3 separate regions of the Mus musculus genome follow, and all the other regions are linked to region 2. The links are chromatin contacts, called in public HiChIP or PLAC-seq maps. All regions are on one chromosome and are shown on one strand. Each heading gives the region's core, a stretch centred on a gene start, on an enhancer-like site or on the middle of the called end of the contact. The rest is flanking DNA. Distances are from core to core; before and after follow the strand shown. Region 1 has its middle 21 kb from the start of Gan. Region 2 overlaps Cmip (c-Maf inducing protein). Region 3 overlaps Bco1 (beta-carotene oxygenase 1).

What was found. HiChIP or PLAC-seq counts read pairs in DNA pulled down with a chosen protein or histone mark.
Region 1: a contact with region 2 is called in an HNF4G HiChIP or PLAC-seq map of pancreatic cancer cells. The contact joins two enhancer-like sites. A contact is called at or near these places in 1 of 115 datasets of contacts at active chromatin or transcription factors (pancreatic cancer cells) and 2 of 9 other capture datasets (adipose tissue and liver).
Region 3: a contact with region 2 is called in a FOXA1 HiChIP or PLAC-seq map of pancreatic cancer cells. The contact joins two enhancer-like sites. A contact is called at or near these places in 2 of 115 datasets of contacts at active chromatin or transcription factors (embryonic stem cells and pancreatic cancer cells) and 1 of 9 other capture datasets (adipose tissue).

The regions. Positions count from the first base shown.
Region 1 is chr8:117,134,970-117,139,056 of GRCm38.p6, forward strand. No RefSeq gene overlaps it. Among named protein-coding and RNA genes, the nearest start is that of Gan, 21 kb to the right of the region's middle. Within about 2 kb of position 2,137, at least 35 of the 459 cell types and tissues checked have an H3K27ac peak or open chromatin away from gene starts, as enhancers often do. A contact at or near this core is called in pancreatic cancer cells, where this site is marked.
Region 2 is chr8:117,342,454-117,346,727 of GRCm38.p6, forward strand. All of the region lies in intron 1 of Cmip (c-Maf inducing protein), which reads left to right. Among named protein-coding and RNA genes, the nearest start is that of Gm51554, 29 kb to the left of the region's middle. Within about 2 kb of position 2,093, at least 38 of the 459 cell types and tissues checked have an H3K27ac peak or open chromatin away from gene starts, as enhancers often do. A contact at or near this core is called in pancreatic cancer cells, where this site is marked.
Region 3 is chr8:117,114,841-117,119,018 of GRCm38.p6, forward strand. It overlaps Bco1 (beta-carotene oxygenase 1), which reads left to right. Exons shown (of 11, transcript NM_021486.3): 7 at 2,552-2,809. Among named protein-coding and RNA genes, the nearest start is that of Bco1, 21 kb to the left of the region's middle. Within about 2 kb of position 1,346, at least 77 of the 459 cell types and tissues checked have an H3K27ac peak or open chromatin away from gene starts, as enhancers often do. A contact at or near this core is called in pancreatic cancer cells, where this site is marked.

The sequences.
Region 1 (4,087 bases), core at 887-3,386, 210 kb before region 2:
CACATATATGCACATGTCCTCAAGTGCACACACGTATAGGCAAATGCACTTTAAAAAGACCTTGAATGTGAATCAAGAATTGTATTAACCATGTTATTGTTCTTGGAATAAGCACCTATGAACATGAAAAAAAGGTGGGAGATCATCCCAGCTCCTTCCTCCATCCACTCCATCCTTTCTAATGGACCAAATTGTGGATGTGGCCTTTTGGCTTTCCCAGGTATGCTCTGTTTGTAAGTCATGTGGCCAGAAGGGCATGGTGCCCTGTGGTCATTCCATGCAACGGGTAGCAAAATATAAAAGAAAAAAAAAAAACACCTTGAAAGCCTGTTGAGAGCTTGTTTGATTTTCTTTCTTTCCTTTCTTCCTTTCTTTCTTTTCCTTCGAGGCAGGGTTTCTCTGTGTAGCCCTGGCTGTCTTGGAACTCACTTTATAGACCAGGCTGGCCTTGAACTCAGAAATCCACCTGCCTCTGCCTCCCAAGTGTTGGGATTAAAGGCGTGCGCCACCACCGCCCAGCTGCTTGTTTGATTTTTATGTGGCTGCGTCTTCCAGTTCTTCGGAGCCTATAAAGTGGGGCTGCAGAACTTCACCCTTCCTGGCCTGTAAGAAGTCCTATTGTATGATCAGTGATTGCAGGTTCCTTCTCTGCAGGAGGGGGGGGTCACTGAACTGGCACTGACCGGATGAGCCATGGCAAAAGGGCCACAGTTCAGGGTGGAAAACCAAAGCCAGGCTGGTCTGAAAAACCAGCAAGAGCCACATCAGCCCCCAGAAGGGAAAGGGGGTGTCCTGAGCTATTTGCACTTCAAGGTGGACTGGTATGTGGAGCAGAGCAGAAGGAAAGCCCCAAGCAAGACAATGGCTGGGATGGAGGAGCTCAGAAACCAGCCAAGTGGCTTCCCACTTGATTGCTGGGAGCCCCATGGTCATTGGCGCTTCACTGTTCGAGTCTAGTGGGTACCCAAAGCACAGGTTAAATTTATACATGCATATGTGTGTGCATGAGTGTGTCAGTAGTTCTGGTGTTACCGCTCATATAAAACTGGTACCATCCTTTGTTCACCGCCATATACTTCGTGGTCCATCAGCACAAGGATCCTCACGAGACTGCCCCTCCAACCTCTGGTCCCTACACCCTGGCAACCACCACCCATAGAATTTTGTCATCTCAGAAATTTCATCTAAAAACTGGTATCATGGCTCACACCTGTAATCCTAGTATTTGGGAAGCTGAGGCAGGAGAATTGCCATGAGTTTGAGGCCATCCTAGGCTAAAGAGTAAGACCTTATTTGAGAGAGTGACAGGTGGAAGAAGAGGAAGAGAAGGAGGACAAGAAAAAGGAGGAGGAGGAGGAAAAGGAGGAGAAGGAAGAGGGGAGGAGGAGGAGGAGGGGGAGGAGGAGGAGGAGGAGGAAGAAAGGTCCTGTAAGTGAATCATGCTGTGTTAAATCTTTTGAAGTTGGCCCTGTGCAGACCCCTCAGGCTGCTAAGTACTGCTAAATTCACTGCTCTGTTCCTAACACCTTAATACCACCTGGTGCGATGCAGATACTCAGTATTTGTTAATGAATGGATGAGTAGCTGAGTTAGTAGTTCCCCTAGCAAACATTTAACTCCACCCCAAGAGACAGACATTTCCCTAAAGAGCGGCTGCGAGCTGGGGAAGATAGACCACACACAGTTATCCACTGACATTCCTCTCCCTTAAGTCCCTGATCTATCCTGCCGCTCATGGCTCACTGCATCCTGGTCTCATCAGCCCTGTCTGTTTTCCTCACCGTGCCCATCTCGCCCTGAGTTTACAGTCAGCATGGATGGGGTAGATGGTGGCATGAAGACCACTGGAGTCCTTCCCCACCATGTCTGTCCCTTGGGAATCTCAGCCCTTCAGGCCTGGAAGGTTGGAAATGTCAGCTACAGTGGCCTGAAGGAGATGAGATGAGATCAGAACCTGGGTTTGGGTGGCAGGAGCGGAAGGGAGGTGACAGATGTGACAGTCACTCACCCACTCCTGCTTTAAATGTTTGAGGGTAGAGAGGAATGTGAGGCTGTTGCGTCCCCACCCCCATGTTCTCAGTTGCCAAACAGTGGCCAGACCTAATCTCAGGAAAGGGCCCAGTTCTGCAGGGAGGAAACAACATTGGTTTGTTGACCTTATTTAAGATGACAGCTGGAATACCATACTGGTGAGGGAGGCCAGCACACCAGATCCTGTTCTCTCGGTTTCAAAAAAATCCCCTGAAGATGGACGACAGGATACCTGATTTGCCTGGTCCAGGGTTCTATAATCCTGTTGCATTTCGTACATGCACAGGCCAGGACACTTAGCTAAAAGCTCTCCCTATGCATTCTTCTTTCTCCGAAGGACCACAAAACAATCTCCCTTGTCCTCCGGGACTTCCTGGTTAAGAAGTGTGTGGGTGGGCAAGACAAACAACCAGGAAGTTTGGGGAGAGCAGTATCTCTGGGTTTGTTTACATCAAGAGCTACTTCCTGGAGCATTCGAAGTCCGAGTGTCAGGTGCGGGAAAGGCAACAGGTGTCTGTTATGTCTACCACACATTTCCCTAGTGTGAGCCCCGTGCTGAGACAAGCTGGATGTGTCACCCGGGTGAATCAACACGGGAAAAACCTTCATGCCTTTGAGCCACGTGTGCAGTATTGATCCATACTTGGTTCCTCGGGACCAAAGTTACTGGTGCTGGGCTCAAAGCTTTGAACAGACGGCTGGTCCAGGTTAAGTCAAAACCGCTTTGACCTCTTCTTACACTGTCTAAAGATCTCTTGGGTGGTTTCTAAGTGTCCAGAATCTTTCCTGTGGCAGATTAGGACACACATGGAAAAGCTTTCAACATCAATACCATCTGAGGGCATCTGATACCACGTGACAGCAACGAGACACCTTGGGACCTCAGTACCTCATCTCCCCTCTGGAAGTTGAAACTTATATCCACTGTCACACAGGGTCATCCCTCTAGGTTGAGTCCCAGCCAAGAAGCAGAACGTTCTCTTGGCCACAGGATCTAAGTGAGGTGTGCTGCACTGAATCCGGGCAGGCTAGCCCTGCGCGAGGATCCCTCTTCCTGGTGATTGGAAGAAGCATCCAGGATGGGCGGGACTTCCAGAGGCCCTTGGGAGGCCCTTTGCGGAATCTGCAAAGGGGTCGCTCCTGCAGGTGGAGGCTGCAGCTTGGGACTAGGTAGAGGTTGATGTGAATCCCTGAACAAATCGTGTATAGAGCAAAGTTCTATAAAGTTCCAAGAAAGAGCCATAGAAAGGGGAGGAGGTAGATGAAGGAGTGCGTGCGTTCTCTGATTATAAATTTCTGTGTGTTCGTTGTAGAAATCCTAGCTAGGTTAAAATAAGATGAGAGAGACAACGAGAATCCCAAGACCCAAAGAAAACTAGTGAAAGCGTTCTGGTGTGTTTTCTATGCTTGGGTGCAGCGTCTACAGGCTAGCGATCTATTTATAAGCAACATGCCAGCTTAAAAACACATAACAGGTTACTATGCTCTTTTCATGGGTGCATGTTACCCCTCTTTGGGACGTGGCAGCTTGGGTAGTATGTACCATCCTATACTTTAAGGCATTTCGAATTTCTCCCTGTTGTTACTGATGGGTCGGTTTGCATGAAATTCTAGAGTCCTCGCCTGATATGCAGATGGCCAGTATTGTTTCCCTTTAAAAAAAAATGCCCACACAAGATTAATCTGGTCAGCTATACAGCTTGGATCATGAAGGGAATCATGAGTCTCCACCCCTAGCTGAAGAGCTATTGACAGGTGACCGCTGCTATGGGAGGGGGACTGGGTTTCTTTCAGGGTGTGGCCCTTGGTACTTGACTATGCTCCTCCAGTGGATAGCCTTATACCCAGAAACATATGAGCAGCACAATCCGTACTCCATGGCCTATAAAAGGGAGAGATGAGTGTGGATGGGAGAGAGGGTGGGTCTGGGAGGAGTTAAAGGAAAAGTTTCATATACATAGAATGGTATGTTGATTTGTTTGGTTTTTTAAAAAGATTTATTTATTATATATCTAAGTACACTGTAGCTGTCTTCAGACACACCAGAAGAGGGCGT
Region 2 (4,274 bases), core at 843-3,342:
TCCCTGAACAGAACAGTGTCACCTCCACCCTGGTGACATCCAAATGTCAGATGACCGGCAGAGATCCCTCTTCAGGGGCTTCCCATGAGAACACCCAGAAACAGTTAACATAGGCCTCTCTCCAGGACATCACGTTGATGTTCAGGGCTTCCCAGAACTCTGCCCCTGGCCTCCTAGATTCTGTGAATCATGTGTGGGGTACCTCATTGCGGTGAGGCAGTGGGACTGGACGTGCTGAGGCAGAGGTCAGAATCTTGGGGTGAGTGTCTGACCTTGAGCTCGGATGAACCAGTCACTCCCTCAGTGTCTCAGTTTCTCCACCTAGAGTTGAGGTGAGTATAAAATAATCCGCTGTCTGAAACCTCCATCTGGATCTAGGTGGGCCACCTTCTCTTTGAGAAAGACAGGTTCCTGTTTTACTTTCTGTCTCAGGAAATAAGTAACCTTGACTCATTGTTTATGCAATTGACCCCCTGGGTGTTGGGAGTACACACCCATCTTTAATCCTGGCCCCTGGGGGGCAGAGGCAGATAGAGTTCAAGGGTAGTGTGGTCTACATAGTGAGTTCTAGGACAGCCAGAGGGACATACTACATAGTGAAGATCCTGGAGGGGTGGGGTGGGGGTGGGGGTGAGATTTTGACTCCTGCCACCTTGTTGTGACCCCTCGAGTCTCCTCAGTGACATTCCATCTCCACTTCTGCTTTCTTCCTAAAGAGGAAGCAGGCTTGGCTCTTACCACTAGTATAGCCCACACTGACCGGAAGGCACCTTCCCATCTTAGCGGAATGCGGCTACTTTAAGGAGCTTTTAAATCGCACCCACCCAGCACAAGAACAGTGTAAACAAGCCTCAGTCAGGGAATCCATTTCTCCTTTCATGTAGTCCTAGGTTCCCTGGATTGGTCCTGGGTAGAATTAAGTACCGGCCTCGGCAGGGTCAGCTGCCCCCACCCAGTCATCGTATTCTTTGGACTCATTGGTTGCTCTGTCCCGGCACAATCAATCCGGATTTACAGAGGACGGGCTCCTGAATCTGTGTGAGTGTCTTTTACACGAGAGAAGGAAGTTGGTTCTTAAGTGGCACCAGGGGTGAGAAGTCACAGGCGTGGAAAAGGAGGGGTTCTTATAGCCGAGTCTCTGCAGCGCTGTGTGAGGTGATGCTGGCGTGTGAGGGCTTTCAGAGATGACAAGGTGCTGCTTGAGCTCTGGGCGTGTGCCTTGAGCGTGTGAGCCCTACTTGTTGGTGAGCAGAGCATTTCCAGGCGCTGTGAGTGTCCCCACACCACTTCTGCTTTGTCATGGCTTGGATCCCGGAAGCCCCTGTTTCTGCTCTGGGTGCAGTACAGGCTGCCAGGCCTCTGCAAAGGAATCTTTGCTCACATGTAAACATGAGTTCAGGTGAATGAAGCTGTGTATTTGTGTGCGTGTGTATACACACATACATTTATAATACACACGGGAGTGTGCGATATACACTTATATTTAAATGTGGAACATTGTATATGTGCGTCCAAACTGAATATGCACAGAGGGTGTGGACATGTTTACATGAGTGCTCATGTATGTATATATGTTTAGGGGTGTGGATACAGGCACACAAACACGTGCATGTTTTGTGTTTGTAGGGGTGTGGTGTGTATACACTGATACATGTGTGTTGCATATTGATGTGTAGGGTGTTCTGTGTATGCCTGTGAATATGTGGGTGGAGGGGTTTTGTATGCTCATGTGTGAATGTGTATGTAGATGGGGTATGGGTGAATGTTTGTGGAGGAACATATGAATGTGTATGATGTATGCATGTGCTGTGGTGAATATGTGTGCCTTCTATGTGCCATATATGAATGCGTGCTATGTGTAAATATGTGTGTGTCACATGTCTGTGTGTGTGAACATGTGTCATGTGTGAATGTGTGTCCCAGGTTGTACTCCTGATCCCTGGCATGGGTAATTTCCATGTGGCATTTTACTCTTCAGAGTCTTTGCAAGACAGAGGCCAACTCCCGAGTTTTCCAGGTAGCCAATCCAAGTGTGACTCATCAGGCTTTGCATTCTCTATGCCGACTGACACTGACCAACGCCCCTTGGCTCCCTAGGCCTTCCTTAGACAGCGTTTTACTGGCACCTGAAGAGCCCTCCTCTTGCACACTCCTAGACCTCTGCAGGATCAGGCCACAGACAACAATCCCTTCTTTTTCCTGTGTCCTGTCTGAGGCCTCCCCACCCAGCTCCTTGCCTCTCTCATCCTGGAAGACAGTGGTCCCCACTGTGTGACCTCACACACCCATCATCCCTGTATTGTGCAAAGCAGTGAGGGCTCACCTGTCTGACGAGAACACGGGACAGGGCTCCAGCCAGGCAAAACAGAGAGTTGGAAGGTAGGGCTCTATCATACACCTGGCTGATCAGTTTCTGTTTACCCCACCATCACCACCACCATGCCCCTGCTATCCTTGGAATTGTTTCTCTGTGAAGGTTGCTTGTGAACCCACAAGGGACATGATTGTTAACCCCACATGACAGGAGATCTCTGAACAGACTTACAAGTTGTGGTTACAGTCTGGGTGTCAGTTGAATGAGAGTGCACAGGGTCCCTACACGCCGGTGAGAGAACTTCTAAATTTGTCTCAGACAGAGTCACACCCTCACCGGAGGCAGAACTTAGGGAACGCAGGAGAATCCAGCGTGACCTACATTGGCAGGAAATGGGACGAGGAGGGTGGGTGGGTGGGTGGGTGGGACGTGGCGATGCTCACGGTGAGTAAAGGCATCGGGGGAACATCCCAGCCAACAGTCAGGGATGAAAAGCATTCAGTTTGGTTTATAAAAGACTCCCCGTTCATCCCTTGCAACTTACATATATTTTGTAAACTCCTGTAGGGGACTCTATTGACTAAGCCATAGGCAAGGAGCTAGAGCTCTGGGGAAGAGGAAGAAGGGGCCAAAGTCTGGTTCTCTGAGTGACGAGAAAGCAGACTTACCCTCCATTTTCCTCTGTGACTCTGGTGGTGGTGGCGGCGGTGGTGCTGCTGGTGTTGGTATGGTGGTAGTGTGTCTGGGGTTGGGGAGGACCGCAGGACAGGGTGCTTGGCTCACACTGGTGCAGATGGCGATAGTTGGTTGCAGGGTACACTGTCCCCTTCGCGAGGGGACGAGAGGATGTGGTCAAGGGTGGTTGTGCTCCTGAGCTTGCTGAGGAAGAGACAGTATCTGAGTCACAAGTTGTTCGCTGGTCCCTGTCTTCCTTTCTATGGCTGATGTTTACAGGACAGGACAGCACAGAACGGAATAAAAGCCCTGTGCATCCAGCCCTCGGAGTGTTTTCAGACCAAAAAGAGACGGAGACTGTGACTGCCACCCAGTGATCCAGGACGACGGTCAGTAGGTGGTCAAGCACAAGTTCTGTTGCCAATCCTGTACCCACCTGCCCTGCCCAGTCCTGTAACCATGGGGCATGGTGAGGCAGGGCACACAATAAGTCTGCCCGTGTAATTAGAGAAAAACAGAAGTCGAAGGTGCAGCCCAGACTCATAAGCCTCCTTTCCAGGGCTCCAAGCTCCCTATAGCTGCTGGAAGTCAGTCAGATTGCACCATGTGGCCGCAAGCACCCCACTGTGGCAGAGTTCTGCTTTACAGTGCGGACCTGGTACCAGGCTGCAAAGGCCCGTTTGGTAGGGGCACTTACGGTCATGTGGGGTTGGGTCAAGTCCGGCACCTGTCCCTTCATACTGTAGAAGGAAGGCCAAGGCCAGTGCCGAGCCTCGAGAGGCAGAGAGGATGCAGAATGGCTGGCTCAGGTAGGTAGACTGCTTCCTGGGCCCAGGGAAGAACTGTGTGGTAAGGCCTAAGCTCTGGAAAGATCTGGAGAGACAGGGAGGGGTGTGTGGTTGGATTGCAGTTCTGGGGCAGACAGTATGGGCTATACGCAGTTTGGTACAAATGAGGTGGCAGGAACTGTAAATCTTGAAAGGGAAAGACACCTGCCTCCCCTGCTCCTGCCGAATCCTGGCCTGATGGCCTTTGGGAGCCATCTCTAAGCACCCTGGTTTGCTAGGTAGAGAGGGTCCCCATGGCCAGAAACAGTAGCTTATAGAATAGCAAGGCTAGGCATCACTCTAAGAAGAAAAAGTTGGGCTTTGGGAGCACTTCATTTGAAGCAGGAGAAGAAGAAAGAAAAAGGAGGTAGTCTCCAGGGCCTAAAGCCTCAAGTCTGTCCATTTGAGGCCCAAGAAACCAAACCAGGATGGATGGCAGGTAGGGACAGGTTGTAGAA
Region 3 (4,178 bases), core at 96-2,595, 230 kb before region 2:
GTTCTTCTGGGAATAAGATGGCTTCCTCCCTCACTGGTCTAGATCCCCAAGCCTTCTTTCCTGAACCTATCTGCTGTGCTTTATAAAAAAGAAAAAGAAGCCAGGGATATGTTTGGTGAAGGCTCGGGGGGAGGGGGTGTCTTTGCAGGCCCATGCTGAGGCACCGTTCCCCCTGAGGTACCAGCCATAAGATAGAGTGGTGCAGACAGAGAGAGGCAGAGAGAGAGAGAGAGAGAGAGAGAGAGAGAGAGAGAGAGAGAGAGAGAGAGAGAAAAAGAGAAAGAGAGAGAGAGAGAGAGGCTGGCCATGAGCACGCAGAGAAAGAGTGGGGGAGGAAATGGGAAGAGAAGGGACAGAGGGGGAAGAAGCTAAGAGAGCAAGAGAAGAGAGGAGGGGAGGGGGCAAGCAGCCCCTTTTATAGCGAGTCAGGTGGACCTGGCTATTGCTAGGCAACTGCGGGGCGGAGCCTAGAAGATATGCCAACACTAGCTGCAGGAAATCCCTGGCTGGCATTTTCTAGCTACCAACCCTAGTTTGTTTTTCTTGAGAGTGCCCTTCATCTTTGATATATTCCAGATTTCATATTTCTCGTGGGTTCCATCCTGCTCACATTACAGTCGCTATGGTTCTCAAAGAAGTGCCCAGTATCAGAAGGGCCTCGGTATTTGTAGAGTGAATGAACAGAACAGGGGAGTCAACTCAAGTTGAATACACTCTCTAGACATCTTCAGAGACTCTGGGGTTCTCCTACTGCCACGACCTGGAGACCAGGAAGCCTGGGATCTGTAACTGTGGGGAGGCCCTGGACCAGAGGGTCCCAAGCTCCAGAAGTCAACTGGGAGTAAGCTCAGAAATCCAAGTGTCCAGCTTGGGGCTGGAGTCACAGCAAAGAAACTGTCTAAACCAATCACTCAAGTGCTTACCTGTCCGCGATGACACGCCCCGCCCTATGACGTCACAGCTCTCCTCCGTGGCCTCTGGGGGAGGGGGGAGGAAACAACCAGACCAAAGAAGCCACCTCCACCCTCCTCCCTCAGGAAGGTAGTTTAGCCAGAACTGCCAGAAGAGATAACAGAGAAAGGAGTGGACAGGGAGAGAGGGAGGAGGGAGAAGGGAGGGGAGGGGGAGGGGAAGGAAAGGTTGTATCAGACAAACGTCTGACCTGTAGACATGGCTCATTATCGCCCAGGATGATATTAGATATTAGTCTGGTCACAAACAGCCAGGCCACCTGGGGCAGATGCAGCTCCCTAGCCAATCCTGGGTCCACTCCCCTACAGCCCTGAGGACAGGGTGGGTGGCTTTAGCTAGCAGCCCTGGGAAGCAGGCTCTGCATTGCAGGGCACGGGAGAGAGGACCAAAGGACTCCAGCCTCAGCTGGAACCTGGCACCGACCTTCTACCGGCATGACTGTTCCCAGGGAACCTATCTGGAACCACAGCAGCGCTCTCTTGGCGCCCTCCCCAAAGGCTGCCCAGCCACCTTGGTGGCAGAGCTGCCCTCCTGTGGCCTATATGTCACAGAAATGCTGCAGGCCTGCTCCATTCACTGAAGGCTTTGCCTGTCTGTCAGGATGACAGCAGTCTGTTTTGTTTTCATGTTTACTTTCTTGTGTATGTCTGGGTGTATTTGCATGTGGTGTGTGTGTGTCTGCCTGCCTGTCTGTCCGAGCATGCACGCACCCATGCACATGCATGTGTGTTCAAGCTGAAGCAATGAGGCCAGACATCAATCTCCCGTGCTGTGCCTTGAGACACCGCACACCCTGGTTTTTGGAACAGTGTCTCTACCTGGCCTGTGATCTGCTAATTCAGCTAGGTTATTCAGCCAGAAGGCACCACGGGTCCTCCTGTCTCTGCCCCAACCCTAAGCACTGGGGATTATAACCACCACTCCCTGTTTCTTCTTCCCGTGTTTGCCAAGGATCAAAGTCAGGCTCTCAACCTTGGACCATAACCACCTTATCAAGGGAGCCTCCCCCGCAGCCCCTTGTCTTACGTTTTCATTAGGAAATACTTATTTAAAGTGGCAGAGTCACAATATTTTCATCCCAACGTATCACCTGCTTTATGCTCATCCCTTCTGTCTTCTACTTCCGTTCACATACACCTATACACAAAATATAGAACTTGGGGGCTGGAGAGATGACTCAGTGGTTAAGAGCACTGGCTGCTGTTCCACAGGGCCTGAATTCAATTCCCAGCAGCCACATGGTGGCTCACAACCATCTATAATGGGATCCAATGCCCTCTTCTGGTGTGTCTGAAGAGAACAGTGTATTCATATACATAAAATAAATAATTCTTTTAAAAAATACATAGACGTTTGAAAGAAGTAAACATCTTTTGCGGGACATCTTGGTTGATTTTGCAGTTTGGCCATTGTGAATAGCACGACCTGGCAGTTTGAGATGGGTACAGAGCTCAGAATGGGGAAAGGGACATCTATATGGCCTAAGCTAAGGCAGGCCTGGTGTTGTGATGTCACCATACCAGGTATATCCGAGGGTGAGCTGAACGCTGCATGGGCTGACATGGGTGTCTTCTTTTAGACATACATTCATATCATCGACCAGAGGACCAGGAAGCCTGTGCCTACCAAGTTCTACACAGATCCCATGGTGGTCTTCCATCATGTCAATGCCTACGAGGAGGACGGCTGTGTGCTGTTTGATGTGATCGCCTATGAGGACAGCAGCCTCTATCAGCTCTTCTACCTGGCCAACCTGAACAAGGACTTCGAGGAGAAGTCCAGGCTGACCTCAGTGCCTACCCTCAGGAGGTTTGCTGTGCCCCTCCATGTGGACAAGGTACCGTGTTTGGGGATAGGTTGGCGGTGGGGGTTCTCTGCTTTCTGGATAGCCCTGAATCTGGGCAGAAATTTCTCTTGATGCTTGTTGACACTGAATCCCACAATGCACTGGGTTTTCCTTTTCGTTTTGCTTTGCTTTGCTTTGTTCTGCTTGCAAGGATGGAACCCCCAGCCTCACACGCAATTTACCCCTGAGTGACAGATTCCCTGCCCCAGCCCTGAACTGTACTTTGAAAAAAATTGTTTTTTGTTGTTCTTCTAAAAGCAGCTCTGTTCTGTCGAAAGTTTAGGAAGAATAGATAAGTGAGAAAGAAACAAAGAAAGAGGCAAAGGTTTAGTTTTGTTTTGTTTTGTTTTGTTTTGAACCTGGCTTGGAGTGGTTACAGGTTGTGTTGCCTGCACTGAGGAGGTTAAGGCCAGCCTGGGCTACATAGCCAGACCTTTGTCTCAAACAAATGAATGATCCCCATTAAACTCACCATGCAAGATGAACACTGTGTTTGTGTTTACTCCAGTCTCCCCGGATACACATTAGATAGATAGATAGATAGATAGATAGATAGATAGATAGATAGATAGATAGATAGACAGACAGACACATACATACATACATACATACATACATACATACATACACACACACATACATACATACAAAACATGCACACATGTACATATATATTTTAATTGCACCTTTTAACAGTTTTATTGAGATATAATCCACACACTATAGACTTCATCCATTTAAAGCATTCAATTCATTGTCCTTTGTGTAGTCAGAGTTGAGCATCCATCTCCACCCTCAGTTTTGAATATTTTTTACCAGACTTAGAGAAATCCCATCCTCTTTACCCCTTAGCCACCATGTCCTAGAAACTCTCCTGTTGCCCCAGGCAACCACAGATCTCCTCCAGCCTTAACAGCGTCACCTGTCCAAATGCGTGATGTCGGCAGAGCCTTGCAGCACGCAGCCTGGCACTTCTGGCTTCTCCTACTCAGGAGTGTTTTCTCCTTCATGCATATCCCCTCATTTTCTCACATGGCCAAGTGTGTGCATACTCTCTCGCCTTCCGCCTCGTATACCAACTACGTATCTAAGCCTCCATCGCTCTATGCTCTCATTTAAAATATTCAGCTAATGGTCCAAGGGAGGGATCCAGCACGACCAGCTTCCATGATGTCTCTGCTGTTGAGTTATTGTTCTTAGCATTGTGTACAATCCCTGGGGCCAAGAGTCCTCCTCAGTCAGGATGCTGCTGTCATGGGCTCTGAGCAAGAGGAAGCTTCTGGCTCCAGAACTCACTGACTTCATGATATAATTAATTTAAATGGAACCAAATTGAACTCATTTAAGACGTGGCGGCTCC